Linked DNA regions of Mus musculus: all the other regions are linked to region 6. Evidence: chromatin contacts called from public ChIA-PET, Hi-C and promoter capture Hi-C data. All regions are on one chromosome and are shown on one strand. Each heading gives the region's core, a stretch centred on a gene start, on an enhancer-like site or on the middle of the called end of the contact. The rest is flanking DNA. Distances are from core to core; before and after follow the strand shown.

Region 1 (2,700 bases), core at 114-2,613, 350 kb before region 6:
TTGAAGATGGTGCTATGCTTATAGAAAGTACCAGAAATATCCAAGAAAAGACAAATTTTAGTTTAAATAAATAGGAAAAATTCCTTGTGCTCATTAACCTTGAGTGACAATAGAAATACAAAAACCTGGTGACAGAAAAGTAAAAATGTACCTTTTACATACACCTAAGCTATGCATCTGGTGGCCCCTACGAGATACACAGTGAGAGGGACGAGTTATCTGAGATCATTAACACAACACTTTTTTTTTTATATATGTGTACCCTGTAGCTGTCTCCAGACACACCAGAAGAGGGCACCAGATCTCATTATGGATGGTTGTGAGTCACCATGTGGTTGCTGGGAATTGAACTCAGGACCTCTGGAAGAGCAGTCAGTGCTCTTAACCGCTGAGCCATCTCTCCAGCCCCCTATTCTTTCTTTCTTAACAACAAACATTGTCCAGGACCACCCACACTGAGCAAGGCTCACTGGGCTGGGGAGGAGCTCACCAGGATGGACTTGTTAGTGTGCAGAGCCTCCAGGTCAGTGCCATTACCACCAAAGAGAAAAGAACAGAGACCTGCTGTTCCCATAGCGATCTGCCTACCCTGTCCCCAGTGACTCGACACAAACAAGCTCCGGGACTCCTCCCTCCTCTGATGGGCTCCTTAAACCCCTCTCTCTGAGTTTCAAGACTCCAATATGCTTGTATGGTAGGAGATCAGAGGCTTGAGTTTATTGAGAGCTACATGCCATGAGTCTACAGATTCTGAATTAGAGTCTACAGAAGTGGAGCACGGAGAGTAATCAATAGAAACGGAGAAGCGGTAGAAGAAGAAGAGGAGGAGGAGAAGGAGGAGGAGGAGGAGTCGTTTGGCATGGGAGCCCACAACTTTAATACAAGTACTGTAGAGGCAGAGGCACGTTGATACTTACAATTTCAAGGCTAGCCTGGTCTATATAGTGAGTTCCAAGACAGCCAGGGCTATATAGAGTATAGAGAGACCTATCTAAAACAAAACCAACCAAACAAACAAACAAACCAAAGTAACTAACAAACAAGGTCTGGTGCTGGCTTTTAAATCCTTTGAGTTTTCTGCCTTGCTTCAGAAATTACAAAGGCTACTTGAAACCTCTCTCACCTCAGATAAGGAATAAGGAATATTGAAACAAGATGGAAGAAAGCTGAGGTGGACACAATACTTCACACGGACAATGACTTCAACCTCTGGAACAACTAATTGGGCAGCTCTGCCGCCGTGCGCTCACCTGGGCAGCTCTGCCCCCTTGTGGCTAGACACTTTGGAGATGAAGGCCTTCATGCTGTCTGAGACCTGCGCTACATCATAGTTCTGCAGCTCCTCCTTCTGGGGACCGGGCTGGGATTCTTTTCTGCCCGCAGCATCTTGCAGTAGCTGGTCTAACTGGTCTGGTGAGAGGTCTAACCACTGGTCATCTGAGAAAGAAAGCATGCATGCTGTGTCTCAGGAGAGGCCCTGGGGAAGGCGGCTCAGTTCCCACCTCCTGCTACGCTCCTGCCCTCCCTCACCGTCCTCCGGAGGAAGGTCAGCTTCTTCTGTCTTGAGCTCGGCGACGTCAAATGGCTGTGTCTGTAACACGGTTAGGATCTCTTCGCCTGGGCTCATAGCAAGTGAACTATAAAAAAATGGAAGACGTGAGCATTTCTTACGATGGTGCCATGACTCACTGTCCACATCGGCGGAACCATCTCAGCCATCTAATGAGGCAAACTCATTAACAGCTTCGCACTTTGAAAAGAAATCCCATGAGTAAATTGTCACTACCCCGTGTGCTGCAAGCATTACTGAACAAGAAAAAAATCATAATAAATGGACAATCACAGGGGGACGTGATAGTGTATGCTGTCACTGCAGCACTTGAAAGGCAGAGGCAGGAGGATCAGGACTTCCAAACCAGTCTCAGAAATACAGCAGGCTAGAAAAAGAAAAAAAAGTACTCATAGAAAAATGCATAAGTAAAATTATCAGTACAAGAATAAAAATACCCTTAATCTCCAGAAAGAAAGAAAGAAATCAAAATAATAGTGTTCATCTTTGGTATAAATATTTTTCTTCTCAGATCACTGTCTATTTGTACTAGAGTATCTAGTTATTTTCATAACAACAGCAAACGTCTTACTGAAGGCAGGCAAGATGCCCCTGGAATCCTGATGACCTGAGTCTGATCTCCAGAAACCACTGAGGACAACGTTCAAAGATTCACACACACACACACACACACACACACACACACACACACTATGGCATGCTCTTGTCTGCATTCATTCACCCATTACACGTACATACAATCATGATAAATAGTTGTTTATGATAAATATTTATTTATTTAATGTATGTAAGTACACTGTTGTTCTCTTCAGACACACCAGAAGAGGGCATCAGATCCCATTACAGATGGCTATGAGCCACCATGTGACTGCTGGGAATTGAACTCAGGACCTCTGGAAGAGCAGTCAGTGCTCTTAACAGCTGAGCCATCTCGCCAGCCCAATAAATAGGTTTTTAAAATATATTATTTAAAAAGAACTACCCAGCCACCAACCTGTCCTACTCTGTGCTGGGTCCTGGCTATAACTCACCTTTCTGGCCGGTGTATAGAGAGCTGGAAATAGTTCTTTGCCATTTCTAGTCTCTCCTGGTACTGCGCAGAGCCGTCCATCAGTCCCTTGAAAACACAA
Region 2 (2,700 bases), core at 28-2,527, 490 kb before region 6:
AACATCAGGGAAACATCCCCTCACCCACACTATCCTCGCTCCCTAAAAGGGCACTACCTGAATTTGGGTGTTCGTTTGTGCAACCTGCTGTTTTGACAAAGCTTAATTCCGAGTCCTTGAGGGATGGCTCAGCTTGCTAAGACTTCATGGAAGCCTGGGACCGTCCCGAACATTCCAGCCACAGACCTTCCTCCGAGGCACTTAGGATATGTCCGAGCTCCCTGCCCCACTCAAAGTGCAGCAACTGGCGGGTGTGTTTTTGCTCACACCAGGTCTGGGGGCCCTCTGCTGTATTCAAGTTTAGAAAGGTCGAGCGGGCGCGGCAACGGCCCTGGAGCGGGAGGTGGTGACGCGAGGGGTGGCACCCGGCTCTGCTCCCGGACTCCGGGAGCGTCTCCAAGGAAAGATAAACTCCTTTATCCGCCCCACAGCCTCCCTCCAAAGAGGGAGGCACCCGCACACCCACACTAAGCCACCGCGGGGCCCAGTTCATCCTGGAGTCAACCCCAAGTTCTCTCGGAACTTACTAGGTACTGACCAAGTCTGCGCGCGTGGGGGAATCTCCCTGTCCCTAGACGAAAGACACAGATCTTTGCGACCTGACACCTGATGAGGCATTTTCTCCCGCCACCCAGGGACTTCTGGTTGGGACTGGGGGGTGGGGGGTCGTCTTAAACTGTAGGAGGGAGTATCCCCTTCAATACCGCTATAGTCCCAACAGCTTCAGATGCATGTGGAGGATTCTGGCGACCGACGGCTCACCTGTAGGATCTTGTCCAGTCCCTCCTGACTCAGGCACGGAAACTCCTTGAGTAGATGCAGTTTCTGTGTATAGTAGTTTTTCTTGGCCTCCTTCCAGTGTGGCTCCTCCAGCACTTCGAAGATCGCTGCCCCGATGGCCAGGTAGAATATGATGGCCGAGGTGAGTAAAGGACCCCGGTCCACCATGACTCTGGAATGGCCACCTCCTGGAGAAAGAGTCCCCTAATTCCAGCAGCTCCGGGTTCACTCGTCCTGCAGCCCTGGACACAGCTGTTTGAATTTGGAGCTCCGCATGCGCAGTGCCCGGTACCCCCGCGCGCCGCTCCCGGGACAGTTGCTTGGCCAAGTTGGCTCCCTGAACGCGGGGAACTGCGTGGATCACGTTCTCACAGGCCAGGGTGAGCGCACATCAAAAGGGGGTTGGGGCCACCCCAATCTCTCGATCCTGAAGGGTAGGGTGAAACTCAGGACCCACACCAGCAGACACGTGTGCCGCCTCTGCGCGCGCGACAGTACGCCCAGCGCGCCTCCGCAGGGCTCTTTAAGCAGCTCTCAGCCCGCCCGCTCGCGCCAGACCCTGAAAGGGGTGGAGTCCATTCGGAACCCGCCCCTGGCCCCGCCCAGCGCGCCTGAAGTCATTACACCAAACACCGGGTTCTCCAAGCTCCAGGCCAAGGCTTCATGGCCCCACCAGACTTCCAGGAGCCACACAGTCGCGGGATTTGCGGTCTGCGGGACTCCAGTTGCGTATTAGAAATCGATATAATTCGCTAAAACGGTCATGCACCTTACTGCTGAGGTCAGAAATACATTGCCAGTGTTACTATCACATCCAGATGTTTCCCCAATTATTCCTGGGGCTCACACACTTACTTATCTGACCCGAGTAAGGAGATTGGATCTGAATTAGGATTACTGGGAATTAATCCCAACCACAAATGGGTGAAGAACCCATCCCAGGTCATCTGTGTTCGCGACACTTCTGAGAGAGGCGACAGACAGCCACACCCACATTACAAGGACCTCTTCCTTACTCCCAAGCCTGCTTAAAATTACAACACCACTTCCCCCTTACCCACCCCAGCTGGAATATCTACTGGAGAGACTAGAAATGCTTTCCACTCGGTGATGCATTTATCCACAGGCCTGTTAATAGCGATAAACACTCAGACCAGGTGTGGTGGTAGTGTGCACATTTAGTCCCAACTAGAGAGGTATACCAACTTTGTCTACATAGGGAGTTCTAGGCCAGCCAGGCTACACAGTAAAACCTTCTCTCAAAAATAAACAAATACTTGATAATAGGCAGAAGATGTGAATACATCTGTCAAAACTCGTCTGAGTTACTCCTCACTCTGCTTGCTTCTCTGAGCATTTATAAACCCTGGGCAGACGACATGTTTTTGTATCGTAATCGGGGGTTTGTCGTTAGATCTACTTTCCAGGAAAGAAATGGAAGCTAGGCAGAGCCATTTGGGCAGCCTCCACTGTCTCAAGTCAGGGGTGCTGACTTGTGTGCCAGAGCCACAGCCTGCCCCTGACCTCTGTGGCAGCAGATGCAACAGAGGCCAGAGTCCCTGGCACTACCCCCTCCCCAGGGCCTTTTCCTTCTGTGGGTGATTAATCGTCACAGGCCGAGAGTTGCAAGAAGGTTGTCTGTGGCTCTTGAAATCTTGCTGCATCTGCAGAGCTAAGGATGGCTCCACACTGCTGATCAGTCAATCATTTAGATAGGGTCTCCCTGTGTAGCTCTGGTTATCCTGGACCTCGCTATGTAAACCAAGCTGACTTTGAACTCACAAAGATCCACTCCCTACACTTCCCAAGTGCTGGAATTAAAGACATGGCCACCACCTCTGGCCTTCAATTGTTTGTAGCTCTTGTTTGAAGATTGTGAACATGCCCTGAGGGAGAAGTCTGAGCAGGAAACCGAGAAAA
Region 3 (2,700 bases), core at 81-2,580, 360 kb after region 6:
CATTGCTTTTGAAATGCATCCTGTACTAAATAGTGGAGAGCAGTGAAAAAACTAACAAAAATCTCTGCCCTATGGAGCTTAAAGAATACAGACAGATAAATTAAACTAAACTACCCCCTCCCCCAAACACCAAAAGCAAATGCCAACTAAGAAAAAAACTCCCACCCCCAAGCAATCTAGGTATAATATATAGCATAAATTTATGATGGATTTTATGAAGAAAAATATCTTCAAGTAAAGAATGCTTGGACACTGGAGGGGGAGTCTGGCATACTTGGAAGAAAAGTGTTACAGGTAGAGGACATAGCAGGAGTCCTAAAAGAACACCACCTTTCAAAACCAGTGCATGCTGTCAGCCATACAAAGACACAGTGCAGTCATTGATATACAAGCCAAATTGTATAAACATTGCTGTTTATGTAGTTAAACTACTGGTGGAGCAGGGGGATCGGGTATAGGGCTTAACTGCAGCCCACTCCTGGCAGCGAGTGCTGCGTTAGGGGCTATAGTAACAGGGCTCTCCTATTGCAGGCCACAGAGATGCTGGTTCATAATGCCCAGAACCTCATGCAGTCTGTGAAGGAGACTGTGCGAGAGGCTGAAGCTGCTTCAATCAAAATCCGAACAGATGCTGGCTTTACTCTGCGCTGGGTCAGAAAGACTCCCTGGTACCAGTAGGCACCTCGTCAAATCTGGCTGGTACATACACCTCTGCTAAAGAGAAGAGAACCATCTTGAGTTCCAGAAGCCATTCAGAGTTGTCAGGAATGGAAACATCAATCCCTGGCTTCACACACCAGAAAGGAACATTTATACTCTTGTCATGGGCACTTTGAAATGTGTCTCTCTATAAACCCTGTACTTTCAGTTACTATGCGCACTCTCTCCCATGGATTTTACAGCAGCTCAGAATAAGCGTGAACACTAGCCGGAAGCCCTGCTCTGCCCCGGGGGTCATTTCTGTGTTTACGGTTCACCAACTCCCTTTCCCCACTATAGGCTCTCAAGACCTAGAGCTGAGGCAAGTCTAAATAACTGTGCTTCCAAAGTTATTTTGGGTTTCCCCCCCTGCTGCTGACCCTGCCTACCTTCTCTGGGCTGTGCATCATTGCTGCAGGAAAAAGTGGTCTCTGGAGAGTTCTAGCTTGTGCGGCCTGGATTCATTTCCTGCTTTCTCCCAGTGTAACCCTAGTTCCTCACAATGGGAAACCAACTTTCACTGTTGTGAGGAAATCATTATTTCTGTTTTTACCATGCCACTAACTAGTATGTGTTATGGAAACTTCCTGTCTCACATCCTGCCTTGTTTGGTTGCCAAGGTAACCATCCTGTAAACACACTGGTGCTCTGTCACTAGAGGAACAGAGTCACTGGGGTGTTATCCTGCCCATCCTCCCAGTGGGGCCACTCCCAGATTTTCTATGCTTTGTCACTGCCAGTAGATGTCTGTGCTGAGGCCTTGGCATTCATTCTTCGCCCTTATTTTCTTTAATTTCTGAGCTGAAGTGCTGCATTTACTTTTAACCAAATCATCCTAGGCTTTGGCAGTCTTCTTCTGTATGCTTCTTTAAACAAGACTTTAAAGATACATAGGTATGTGTTTGTCTGTAATCCCTCCATCCCCCACTTTTTTCTTTTTTTTAAATTTTGAGACTGGGTCTCTTTATGTTGTCCAGGCTAGTCTTGAACTTATGGATTCAAGTGATCTACCTGTGTCAGCCTGTTAGCTCCTACCACCACACTTGACTTTGCTTGTAACTTTGAAAGGTTCATTCAAAATTGAGACTTAAGAATTAGGGCTTGCTCCTTAAGAGACTTGAATGGAAAGGCAATCTTGTCTGGGAGACTAGCATTTGCAGATTATACTTCTGGTGCTTCTAGGGAAAAATCAGTAGGAACTATTATAGTTCCCAGTTGCTTTTAATCAACTACAACCAAGCATTTTTCATCCTTCCATAAATACGAAGTATTCAAGAATAATGAGTATGGTATCTATTTATCAGAAAGGCATGTTTCCTATTGGGCAAAGTTAGTGTAAAAGTGACTTTCCTTTTTTTTTGCATTTATCCTGGCTGTATAAGCATTTCCCAGTATACAAATGCTTCTTTCAGAAATCAGGAACCAGACGAATACAGGAGTGAGGCCTTCTTCCTGGATGTTCTTCCCACATCTAGTATGTCCAATCCCAACACTGAACTTGTAAATCTTAAGTTGACCCTGAATACTCAGGCTCCCCCTATTTCTTTTTGCTGATAAAAGATTCTTTTCAAAGCTCTCAGCAGATCTGTATAGTTGCTTACCTGATATAAATGCATATCAATGCCTTTAAAGTATGAATCTATGCCAAAGATCATTTTTTGTCTTACTAAAGATTTCTTAGAGGAACTAAGAAGAATCATGTTTATTCTCCAAGTTCCTTCAGTTCTGGAGACACATGTCCACCAGATGTGCTTTCTAGTGTCAGTGCTTACAGTACAAGGAGGCAAAAGGAAACAGTCCCTGAATGACGTGTTAGAGATGCCACCACTAAAAACTATGTTTATAAGCTAGGACTTATATGTAAATGTTTCTGCCTCTTCTTTTGTTCTGTTTAAAACAATAAAGTACATTTATATGAATAATGCTCTAATTGAGGTTATTTTACTAACAACTTTAGGTCAGACTTATTTTGTATTGAAGCTAATTCTCAAGGTCTGGAAA
Region 4 (2,700 bases), core at 190-2,689, 410 kb after region 6:
ATGCAAAAGTGCAGTCTTAATACCCTCTTCTGGTGATCCCAAATTATCAAAATCTGACCTCATGTCCTGTGTTCTTGCCTTTACCCCACACTTAAAATAATTGTTGCTAAATATAGCAGCGTGTGACTTTGCAATGGCTATCAAAGAATATAGGATTAGAAACCAGACATACCTACAATCTAATTGAGGCTCTTTTCTAATTCTTTTTTTATTTTTACCATGGGCATTGTTTAATGAAATCTCTCACTACTGTGATACCAACCTCCATCCTACAGTACTACAGGGTAATTGTACTTTAAAACTTTGTTTTGAATTTGACATTTTGAGACAGGGTCTCACTGTTTTCCTGGGCTAACTTAGAACTTGCTACAGTAGCCCTCTCTGGCTGTCCTCAATTGGTATCCTTTTGCTTTGATCTCTTGAGTGCTGAGATGATAGGTGTGTCCCACTATCTGTACAATGCTTTTAACTTTCAAGACAGTTTATGAGTGGAATATTTTTTTTTAATCTTAAAAGCCTTTCCCCACCTAGGAAATGATGTCAATTGAAAAGATATGTGTAAAGCTTCACTTTATAAACAGGAAACACACTTACCTATGTAATTGCCTCATTTTGCAGTTGAAGACACTGAAAATCAGAAATAGTATAATTTGTTTAAGTTCACTTAAATTGTTACAAATCTTGAACCAGATCCTAGATTTTGAGATACCTTATTTAAGCCTAGCTAAGTAAGACCCACGCCTTTAATCCCAGTGCTTGGGAGGCAGAGGCAGGCGGATTTCTGAGTTTGAGGCCAGCCTGGTCTACAAAGTGAGTTTCAGGACAGCCAGGGCTACACAGAGAAACCCTGTCTCGAAACAAACAGCCTAGTTATGTCATTTTTAGGGTAGCAGTCAACTCTTAATTTCTAATTATTTTAATTAGACTATCCTTTTAAGCTTAAGGTCTTGAATGATTTGGCTAGAGGTATTCTGACTATCATAATTTGTATTTTATTCTACTAATTTTTAGTGATTAAGAAGCTAAATTTTTGGCTTACAAAATTGGTTATCCTTGGAGAACTTTTATCCCTTGTTATGTATATCAGGTCTTCATTTGGGCCATGTTAGAACATAGTTGATAAACTAATTCTTTTGTCAGTCTAAATTGTTCCAATAGGAAAGGTAAAGCCTTAAATGTAGGAGATCTAGAAAATATTGGAATTTTTTTTCTTTCTCTGTGTGGAAATTGTTTTCCGGAATGGAAGCGATACATTCTAGTTTGCCAGGAGTAGAGTCTGAGACAATGTAGGTCATTCACTACTACTTTGTGTACTTTTTTACTGAGTAACACTTTAAAAGTTTCTCTGTTAAACATTGCCTTGTCTTCATAACCCTGTGTGCAGTCTGCTTTGGGGTTGTTTACAACTCCCAAGTTGTGCCAGGGACCACTGGGAACCCCGTTGGGAGTAGTGAGGGTATTTGCTGTGCAGTCTGTATGGCCAGGTTTGGCTGAGACTATTTTGGGACTCTTGAGTCTGTCTGTGTCCTCCATCATCATCATGCTGGAACTGCTAGTGTGGGTTAAGCCCACACTGGAAAGTTTATGTGGGCTGTGGGTGAGGTCCTGGGGTATTTTTCTTTTTAAGGCTCAGGACTTTTGAGGTACATCCAATAGAATCCTCCAAACTACTCAGATGGAAAACATTATATGGAGACAAAAGTAGGGCTAAGATGGAATTTTGTTGAGCTGGGTTCTTTGCAGCATTTAAGCAGAATTTTCAAACTCATTTTAGGACCTGGGAGCTGAGCTCTGCTCTGCTCTTCTCTTCTCTTCTCTTCTCTTCTCTTCTCTTCTCTTCTCTTCTCTTCCTCTTTCTTTCTTTTTAAGAATTTAAAAATTCAGATTGCTATATAAATTTTTATGTTGTGAGATTTCTTGGTGAGCTAAATAAGATTTGAAGATACACTGAAACTATTTGATCTATGAACTGTCTTAGAAAACTGAAATAGGACCTTTTTCCTATGTGCAGTGTTTCAGCTGTTAATGCTCGTATTTATAAATAGGTCATCTTTGTTTGAGAAAACACACAAGGTTTTCTAACTCCAAATCATTTCAGTCAGTGAATTGCTACATTAAGCAGAACTGTCAAAGATAAAACTGGAACCAAATGATGGTGACTGGCCAGAGGTTAACTCTTTCCTGCTCATTTGTCTAGCATCCATGGCTTTCTTTACTTCTGGTTGTTGCTTTTAAAAATTGCTGCAATAAAACATAAATAAAGCTGTCTTATAAACCAGGCGACCACGTACCCCAGTTTGCCCAGAGCAGGTGCTGAATGGTGCCTGTTAGCTTGACATGATTACTGTTAGGTTTTTTATTTATCCATTTGGATCGTGAATTATCTGGTCACCTCATGTAATCATATTGTCATAGGAGTTTTAGTTGTTGAAATGTTATTTGAAATAAAGCCATAGATAATGACTGTACCCCTATTTTGTCTATATCTGGATGCTTCTCTTTGACCAAACATTTTTATATTAAAAGAGTCCTGAGTGTCTCAGTGTGTTATATTGAACAAAAAAGCACATTATATGAAGTTTAGAATCATTTATTTGCTGTCTGATTTTTGGGAGGTTATGTAATCTTGCTGATTTTTTTTCCCCCTAGGAATTCTTTACTAGTTTGCTCAACAAAGATAATAATAAATAATAATGCCTC
Region 5 (2,700 bases), core at 52-2,551, 380 kb after region 6:
GGATGTTGGCAACGGCATAGCAGTGTGGTTCTTAGCTAAAAGCAGCAAGTAGGTAAAACAAAGATAAGGAGACTGAGATGGCTCATCAAAAAAGGTGTCTGCTAGCAAGCCTAAGGACCTGAGTTTGAGCACTAAGACCCTCATGGTGGAAGGAGAGAATTGTGGCCCAGAAGTTGGTCTCTGAATTCTACATGTATATTGTGGCATGCAACACACATACAACAAACAAATAAATGTAAAAAAAAAATGTTTAAAAACCAGGAAGACACTGAGAAACAGACGATAATAGCAGTGGGACTCTCTCAAAAGGGGGGCACGTTTTCTTCTTTCAATACAGAGGAAGGATTTATATATTTGCCTGCAGAAAATTCCTTTTCTTCTGTGTAATGTGTTTTCAAGTCAAAATCCCAAATGCCACCAAAAAAAAAAAAAAAAAATTCTTTCCCCGCGAGAACGCCGGATTTTTACAGTGACTCAACTTCTCAACTAGGAAGTTAAAGCTTCAATATCAAACAAATCCACTGCATCCAATCAGCCCACCCCTCATTATGTTTCCATTCTCCAGGCCACCTTCTTAGTTTACAGCCCTGTCACCTGTCTCCTGAGAAGCTGCAACACCCTACTCACTGTTTCCCCATCCCAGGCCAGCTCACGCAGGCGCCACCCTATAAAGAGAGCGTTCTTAGCTTCTTCAGGGGACTTGCCCTCCAAGGCCAAACCTGGGGTCCTACAAATTCAAGTCGTCGGTACTGCACCTCACTATAGATGACATTTCCCGTGCCTGGGGTCCAGGGTCCGAGAACCCTACGTGGCAGGTGCACCGCTCCCTTCCGGCCCAGCTGGCTAGAAAGCCCGGACGTGCCGGGCAGGCGCGGCCCCGGTGCACAGCAGCGGGGACGCTCCTGGAGCCCAGGCTAGAGTCCCGAGCCGGAGCTATGCGGTCTACTCCCCGGCTTTGGAGAGGTCTCCAGCCCGGAGACTCCCCGCCCTCACACTCACCCCGACACCTGGGCGACTCAGTGATTCGGTGCCGGGTCCTCTCTGCACCGCAGCTGAAGCAGCAGAGAATGCCGCGAGGACCCCGCGCTCGGAGTGCCCAGCAGATTGCCTGACTAGCAGCCGCAGAGGCACCAAGGAGGTCGGCTGGACTAGATAGACACAACGAGCGGAACGGCGTTCAGTGAGAGGCTCGGTGTCTACAGAGGTTGAAGATCTGACTCTTCCACATTACTCAGGGGCTGAAGGAACGGGGAGGTTGGCACTCCCTGAGCGCAGGCGCTCACCCGCAGCCTAACTCCGTTTGGGGTCCCTTACCGTAGTAATCGAGGTCCTGTAGGGAAGCGCGTAGAGCCAATGGTTATGGACTAGAGTCACGGATTGGGCGGAGCTTGGAGAGGCGGGGCTTAGTGGAAAGGGGGCGGTGACGAGCTGAGGGGCGGGGCCACCGGACTGAGGGGCGGGACGCGCGGCAGAGCCAAACTACGGTGAGAGTGTGAAGATGGCAGCTGCGGACGAGCCCAAGCCCAAAAAGCTCAAGGTGGAAGCGCCACAAGCGCTGAGGTGAGAGCTGCCCTACGTGGGGGAGGAGGGAGATGGCACTCGCAGTGAGCCAAGGCCCACGTGGGCTGGCGCAGCTGGTTGGTGGCTGCGTTCGTGGGGCCAACGCGCTGGACCTGCAGCTCGGGGAGTTGCCCGCGTAGCTGCTGTTCCCCTCAGTGCCCTCTTGTTCTGGACTCTGCTCAGGTGCATTCTCGGCCCTGGCAGCCACTGACCAATCAGAGCTGCTGGCCCGGGGGCCGAGCCTTCCTCTGGCGCCACGTGCTTGTCTTCGCGGGCCGCGCTAGCGCGACCCCAAAGGACCTATCTGGAGCTGCATCCTTTCCTAGGGTATTTAGCGGGAAGGCGCCCGGCGCCTCCTGGACCCTGGTAAAAGATAACATTCTTGGAATTCTTCAGAAGGCGTTGCAGAAGAGCGTTTTGAGTTTTCCGTCAGCTTTCTGAAATCATCTTTGGAGACCCCCTTCATGGGACCCCCAAGCAACCTCAGGCTTAGGTTAGGAAAGTTTTTGTTTGTTTTTCTTTTTTTCCCCTTTGCATATTTGGCAGGAGCGGAGAGCTCTCTCTCCCAACACCTGACGCACAATTGATGTTGCAACTTTCATTTACAAAAAGCCGTTCGTTTTTTTAAAAAAAATTTCTTCCTAATAAGTATAAAGTCCAGCGCGCTCAGTGTCTGATGACTTTGAAGTGCTCATTGGAAGGCAGTGATTTTGCTACCTAAAAATAGACGCATCAAACTGATTTAAAACCGTGGGCCTGTTACTGATTATACAAGGCAAATTCCATTTATTTCAACATATTTTTTCCATGTTCAAAAGGAGAATTGATTCACAACTGAAAAGGAAAGTTGGGGGGTCCCAAATCATGTTCTTGGTGGAATGGGTCTGAGCAGGTCCCTTTTAGTGGGTTTATTTAGTGCCTATTATTCTTAGAAGGTTATTGTGCATGTCTAATACCACAAACGTAAAACATTAAAAAAAAAACAACCAAAAAACTGAGGATGTTTTATTTTAAATTTTAGATTATCTGGGTCAGTGAGATGGCTCAGCAGATAAGGGCATTTGCTGCCAAGTCGGATGACCTGAGTTCAGTCAGACTCCAGGACACACGTGGTGGACGGAGTGAACCTATTCTGTTCTT
Region 6 (2,700 bases), core at 13-2,512:
ACAGGGCTGGTGACAAAGAACACTGGCTGCTTTTCCAGGTGACTTGGGTTTGATTTCCAGCATCCATGTATCTTACAAGATTTGTTAACTCCAGTTCCAGGGGATCCAGTGCCCTCTTCTGGCCTCTGCAGGTACTGTAGTCACAAAGTGCACAGATACACATTCAGGCAAAACACCCATACATAAGACATTTTAAAACAAGCTAGACAGAAACAACTGACTGGTTAGTAACTGACATGCAAACTTAAATGCCCATTTTTCTCTAAGCATGCATTACTGTGTAACTACCATTACGTAGGAAAAAACCCCACAAAACAGTTTGCCTACTCTATTCATGAACCTAAGTTGGCCCAAAGAAGTGCTTAAAGCATAACAGCACAGAAAGAATTCCAATGCATGCAACGGAGAGGTTGGAAGCATAAAAAGTGGGAGTTCACGGTGATCATGGGTTATATATCCAGTTTCAGGATAGTCTGCCTATAAATTGAGATCCAGTCTCAAAAAACTGATTAGAGGATAAAAGAGCAATAATCATTTATTAGTTAACATTGTTCTCTGAAGAGTCTTATGATTACTGAAAGAATTGTAGCTCTTTTAACAGAGAGCAGGGAGGTCTTTATATTCTGGTAGAGTTACCTCTATTAAAAAAAGGGCAAGGCATAAAATGGTAACTAATCTTTATTGAATAAACATTATACTGAACAATCTTAGGAAACGTCTCTAAATTCATCCCAATTCACTGTTCGACACGAATTCTTTTCATTAAAGAAGTAAACCGGGGCAGAAGTTGTCCAAACATTGAACTAATCGGCCCAAAGTCGAGGGTTAGAACCCACCCTACCACTACCACGTGTGGCTCAAAGGTCAGGGTGAGCTCTACCGTAGGGACGCAAATCAACGGGGTGAAAGGTTAACAGGAAGTGGATACAAGACTAGCTGTCCTTAAAGTCAACACACGACGAAGGGAGCGTTACTAAAAATAATCTGACCTAGTTTTCTCAATACCCTCTCAGCTGGTAAAGCCATAAAAAAAGTCTGGAAAATGTGGAAAAATCTGGAAAGGAAAGAAAAAAAAAAAAAAAAAAAAAAGCATGAAACTCAGCAATACTTTACAGACTGCGTCCATGACGGGATACACCACATACGCATGCGCAACATCCGGGTTTCCGGAAGCGTGCCTAAGGCCGACGTGGCAGAAGGAGTGGCCTAGCCCTAGAGCATGGGGCGGAACTTCCGGGGACGGCACGCCAGCCCCCCCCCCCTCGGAACCGGAAGTTGAGCCTGGGAGCCTTGACGTTAGGAACGAAGTCGAACCTGGATCTGGAGCCGGGTGAGGAGTGGCATCGCGAGGTTGCGTGGTGGGGAGGAATGCTGAGGAGAGGCCAGGGTATTTTTGGCCTGATCGCTGTCCGGTTTTAGAGGAAAGGGAGGAGCCTGGAGGCGGGGCCTAGAAAGAGACCCTCACCTCTCGCATCTGTGGCCGGCGATCGGTCTTAGGTCCCCGGACCCCTCCCTTCACCTCCTGGCCCAGGTTCCGGCTCGCTTCGCCCTCCCAGCATGTTGAAGGGCATTAGAGGATTGGTCTTTACTGCTTAGTGAACCGGCCCTCTTCGTGGCCCTAGAGGCTGGCTTGGCTTCCGGATCTCGATCTCTGGAGCGCTCAAGCCTCCGCATCTCGGGTACTTTCAGAGTTCTAGGAAGCTTGCCCCGCCCCTTTCGGTTGTCACCCTCGGCTATCCCCCTAGAATGGAGTCAAGATTGGAGTTTGACTCTGAGCTTATTCGGTCCCTCAGCCTCCTTCAGGAAATTAAAGGGAGAGGGACGTTTCCCAGGCTTGATGTTGGTGGCATGTGCAACGTTTAGCGTTTGGAAGGACTGTTCTAAAATGGCTTTGACTTTACAGAGTTTTCAGTCCGGCAGCGGTTTAGCTTCTGGGCTCTCCTAGCAAAGAGAAACCTATTGTTCTACTGCAGCACCTGAAAGGAGGTCTCACTCTTCCTGGGCCTCTTCTGCCTGTATAATAACTAGAAGGATGTTTAGATCTCCAGTCCCCTTGTTGGAATGACCCCTGAAAAGGACCTCCAACTCATCCTTCTGTTCCTGGGCAAGATTGCAATAGTTTGATAGCGACCTATCAAACAAACCTTAGAACAGAAACAATTACAGGCATGCTCTTGGATGTAGAATACCCATAGTCCTCTGCTTGAGACATGAGATGAATGACCTTTGCCATGGAATATTGCTACTTTTTTTTTATCTTAAATGTTTCATTTGTGAGGTTAATACATTCTGTTCATGGAAAGACTGGGGTCAGAGTAACATTTGGATTATTGTAGGTCAGACAAAGAATACTGTTTCTCCCAAATAGCTACTTTACAGTTTTTCTTTGTGTGTGTGTGTGTGTGTGTGTGTGTGTGTGTGTGTGTGTGTTTGAACAAAACCTAGTACATTTGAAGTTATTCTGTTTTGGGGGATGAATGGATGACTTGGTGGTAGATACAATGAATGGAAAGTGGAAACATTGCTTTATTTACCTGTAACATCATGGTAGTTATCAGGCAGAGGACTCTGTGTGACTGCCTGGACACTGAAAGTCATACCACTGGAGAATGGCTGCTGCTGTTCTGTTCCATTAAGTCTGTCTGAAGTTGAAATTTATACCTTCTTGGCAGTGACACAACATGGGGTTCACAGTAACAA

What was found. Promoter capture Hi-C pulls out the DNA fragments that hold promoters and counts their contacts. A called contact is a pair of places that touch in the nucleus more often than the background predicts. ChIA-PET counts read pairs in DNA pulled down with a chosen protein or histone mark.
Region 1: a contact with region 6 is called in a Hi-C map of embryonic stem cells, with 2.0 times the contacts expected there. The contact joins the enhancer-like site here to the promoter of Sec24c in region 6. A contact is called at or near these places in 14 of 39 promoter capture datasets (the C10 cell line, HPC-7-derived erythroid cells, the SN4741 cell line and 9 more), 3 of 484 Hi-C or Micro-C datasets (the Ba/F3 cell line and embryonic stem cells), 4 of 115 datasets of contacts at active chromatin or transcription factors (embryonic stem cells, large pre-B cells and stem cell-derived neural progenitor cells) and 2 of 9 other capture datasets (adipose tissue and liver).
Region 2: a promoter capture Hi-C map of pre-B cells shows a contact between it and region 6, with 5 times the contacts expected there. The contact joins the promoter of Kcnk5 here to the promoter of Sec24c in region 6. A contact is called at or near these places in 3 of 39 promoter capture datasets (liver, pre-B cells and stem cell-derived epiblast-like cells), 1 of 484 Hi-C or Micro-C datasets (pre-B cells), 2 of 115 datasets of contacts at active chromatin or transcription factors (memory CD8 T cells and pancreatic cancer cells) and 1 of 9 other capture datasets (liver).
Region 3: a contact with region 6 is called in an RNA polymerase II ChIA-PET map of memory CD8 T cells, with 190 read pairs. The contact joins the enhancer-like site here to the promoter of Sec24c in region 6. A contact is called at or near these places in 11 of 39 promoter capture datasets (the 3T3-L1 cell line, the C10 cell line, the HPC-7 cell line and 9 more), 2 of 484 Hi-C or Micro-C datasets (B cells and the G1E-ER4 cell line), 3 of 115 datasets of contacts at active chromatin or transcription factors (extraembryonic endoderm stem cells, memory CD8 T cells and pro-B cells) and 2 of 9 other capture datasets (adipose tissue and liver).
Region 4: a contact with region 6 is called in an RNA polymerase II ChIA-PET map of memory CD8 T cells, with 54 read pairs. The contact joins the enhancer-like site here to the promoter of Sec24c in region 6. A contact is called at or near these places in 4 of 39 promoter capture datasets (the C10 cell line, the HPC-7 cell line, cranial neural crest and 1 more), 2 of 115 datasets of contacts at active chromatin or transcription factors (extraembryonic endoderm stem cells and memory CD8 T cells) and 1 of 9 other capture datasets (adipose tissue).
Region 5: a contact with region 6 is called in an RNA polymerase II ChIA-PET map of memory CD8 T cells, with 236 read pairs. The contact joins the promoter of Ap3m1 here to the promoter of Sec24c in region 6. A contact is called at or near these places in 9 of 39 promoter capture datasets (the C10 cell line, cranial neural crest, frontonasal cranial neural crest and 5 more), 3 of 484 Hi-C or Micro-C datasets (B cells, embryonic stem cells and regulatory T cells), 4 of 115 datasets of contacts at active chromatin or transcription factors (extraembryonic endoderm stem cells, memory CD8 T cells, pancreatic cancer cells and 1 more) and 3 of 9 other capture datasets (adipose tissue, liver and pancreatic islet).

The regions. Positions count from the first base shown.
Region 1 is chr14:20,327,353-20,330,052 of GRCm38.p6, forward strand. Ecd (ecdysoneless cell cycle regulator) reads right to left here. Exons shown (of 14, transcript NM_027475.3): 9 at 2,602-2,687; 10 at 1,531-1,637; 11 at 1,251-1,437. Among named protein-coding and RNA genes, the nearest start is that of Ecd, 19 kb to the right of the region's middle. Within about 2 kb of position 1,364, at least 18 of the 459 cell types and tissues checked have an H3K27ac peak or open chromatin away from gene starts, as enhancers often do. A contact at or near this core is called in embryonic stem cells and stem cell-derived epiblast-like cells, where this site is marked.
Region 2 is chr14:20,180,505-20,183,204 of GRCm38.p6, forward strand. It overlaps Kcnk5 (potassium channel, subfamily K, member 5), which reads right to left and starts at 1,278. Exons shown (of 5, transcript NM_021542.4): 1 at 763-1,278. The coding sequence starts at 948.
Region 3 is chr14:21,031,056-21,033,755 of GRCm38.p6, forward strand. Vcl (vinculin) reads left to right here. Exons shown (of 21, transcript NM_009502.5): 21 at 532-2,621. The coding sequence ends at 678. Ap3m1 (adaptor-related protein complex 3, mu 1 subunit) reads right to left here. Exons shown (of 9, transcript NM_018829.4): 9 at 2,687-2,700. Among named protein-coding and RNA genes, the nearest start is that of Ap3m1, 20 kb to the right of the region's middle. Within about 2 kb of position 1,331, at least 204 of the 459 cell types and tissues checked have an H3K27ac peak or open chromatin away from gene starts, as enhancers often do. A contact at or near this core is called in B cells, the HPC-7 cell line, adipose tissue and 4 more, where this site is marked.
Region 4 is chr14:21,078,217-21,080,916 of GRCm38.p6, forward strand. The region is part of intron 1 of Adk (adenosine kinase); the gene reads left to right. Among named protein-coding and RNA genes, the nearest start is that of Adk, 27 kb to the left of the region's middle. Within about 2 kb of position 1,440, at least 4 of the 459 cell types and tissues checked have an H3K27ac peak or open chromatin away from gene starts, as enhancers often do.
Region 5 is chr14:21,051,141-21,053,840 of GRCm38.p6, forward strand. Ap3m1 (adaptor-related protein complex 3, mu 1 subunit) reads right to left here and starts at 1,302. Exons shown (of 9, transcript NM_018829.4): 1 at 1,000-1,302. It overlaps Adk (adenosine kinase), which reads left to right and starts at 1,434. Exons shown (of 11, transcript NM_134079.4): 1 at 1,434-1,560. The coding sequence starts at 1,499.
Region 6 is chr14:20,673,059-20,675,758 of GRCm38.p6, forward strand. It overlaps Sec24c (Sec24 related gene family, member C (S. cerevisiae)), which reads left to right and starts at 1,263. Exons shown (of 23, transcript NM_172596.2): 1 at 1,263-1,330.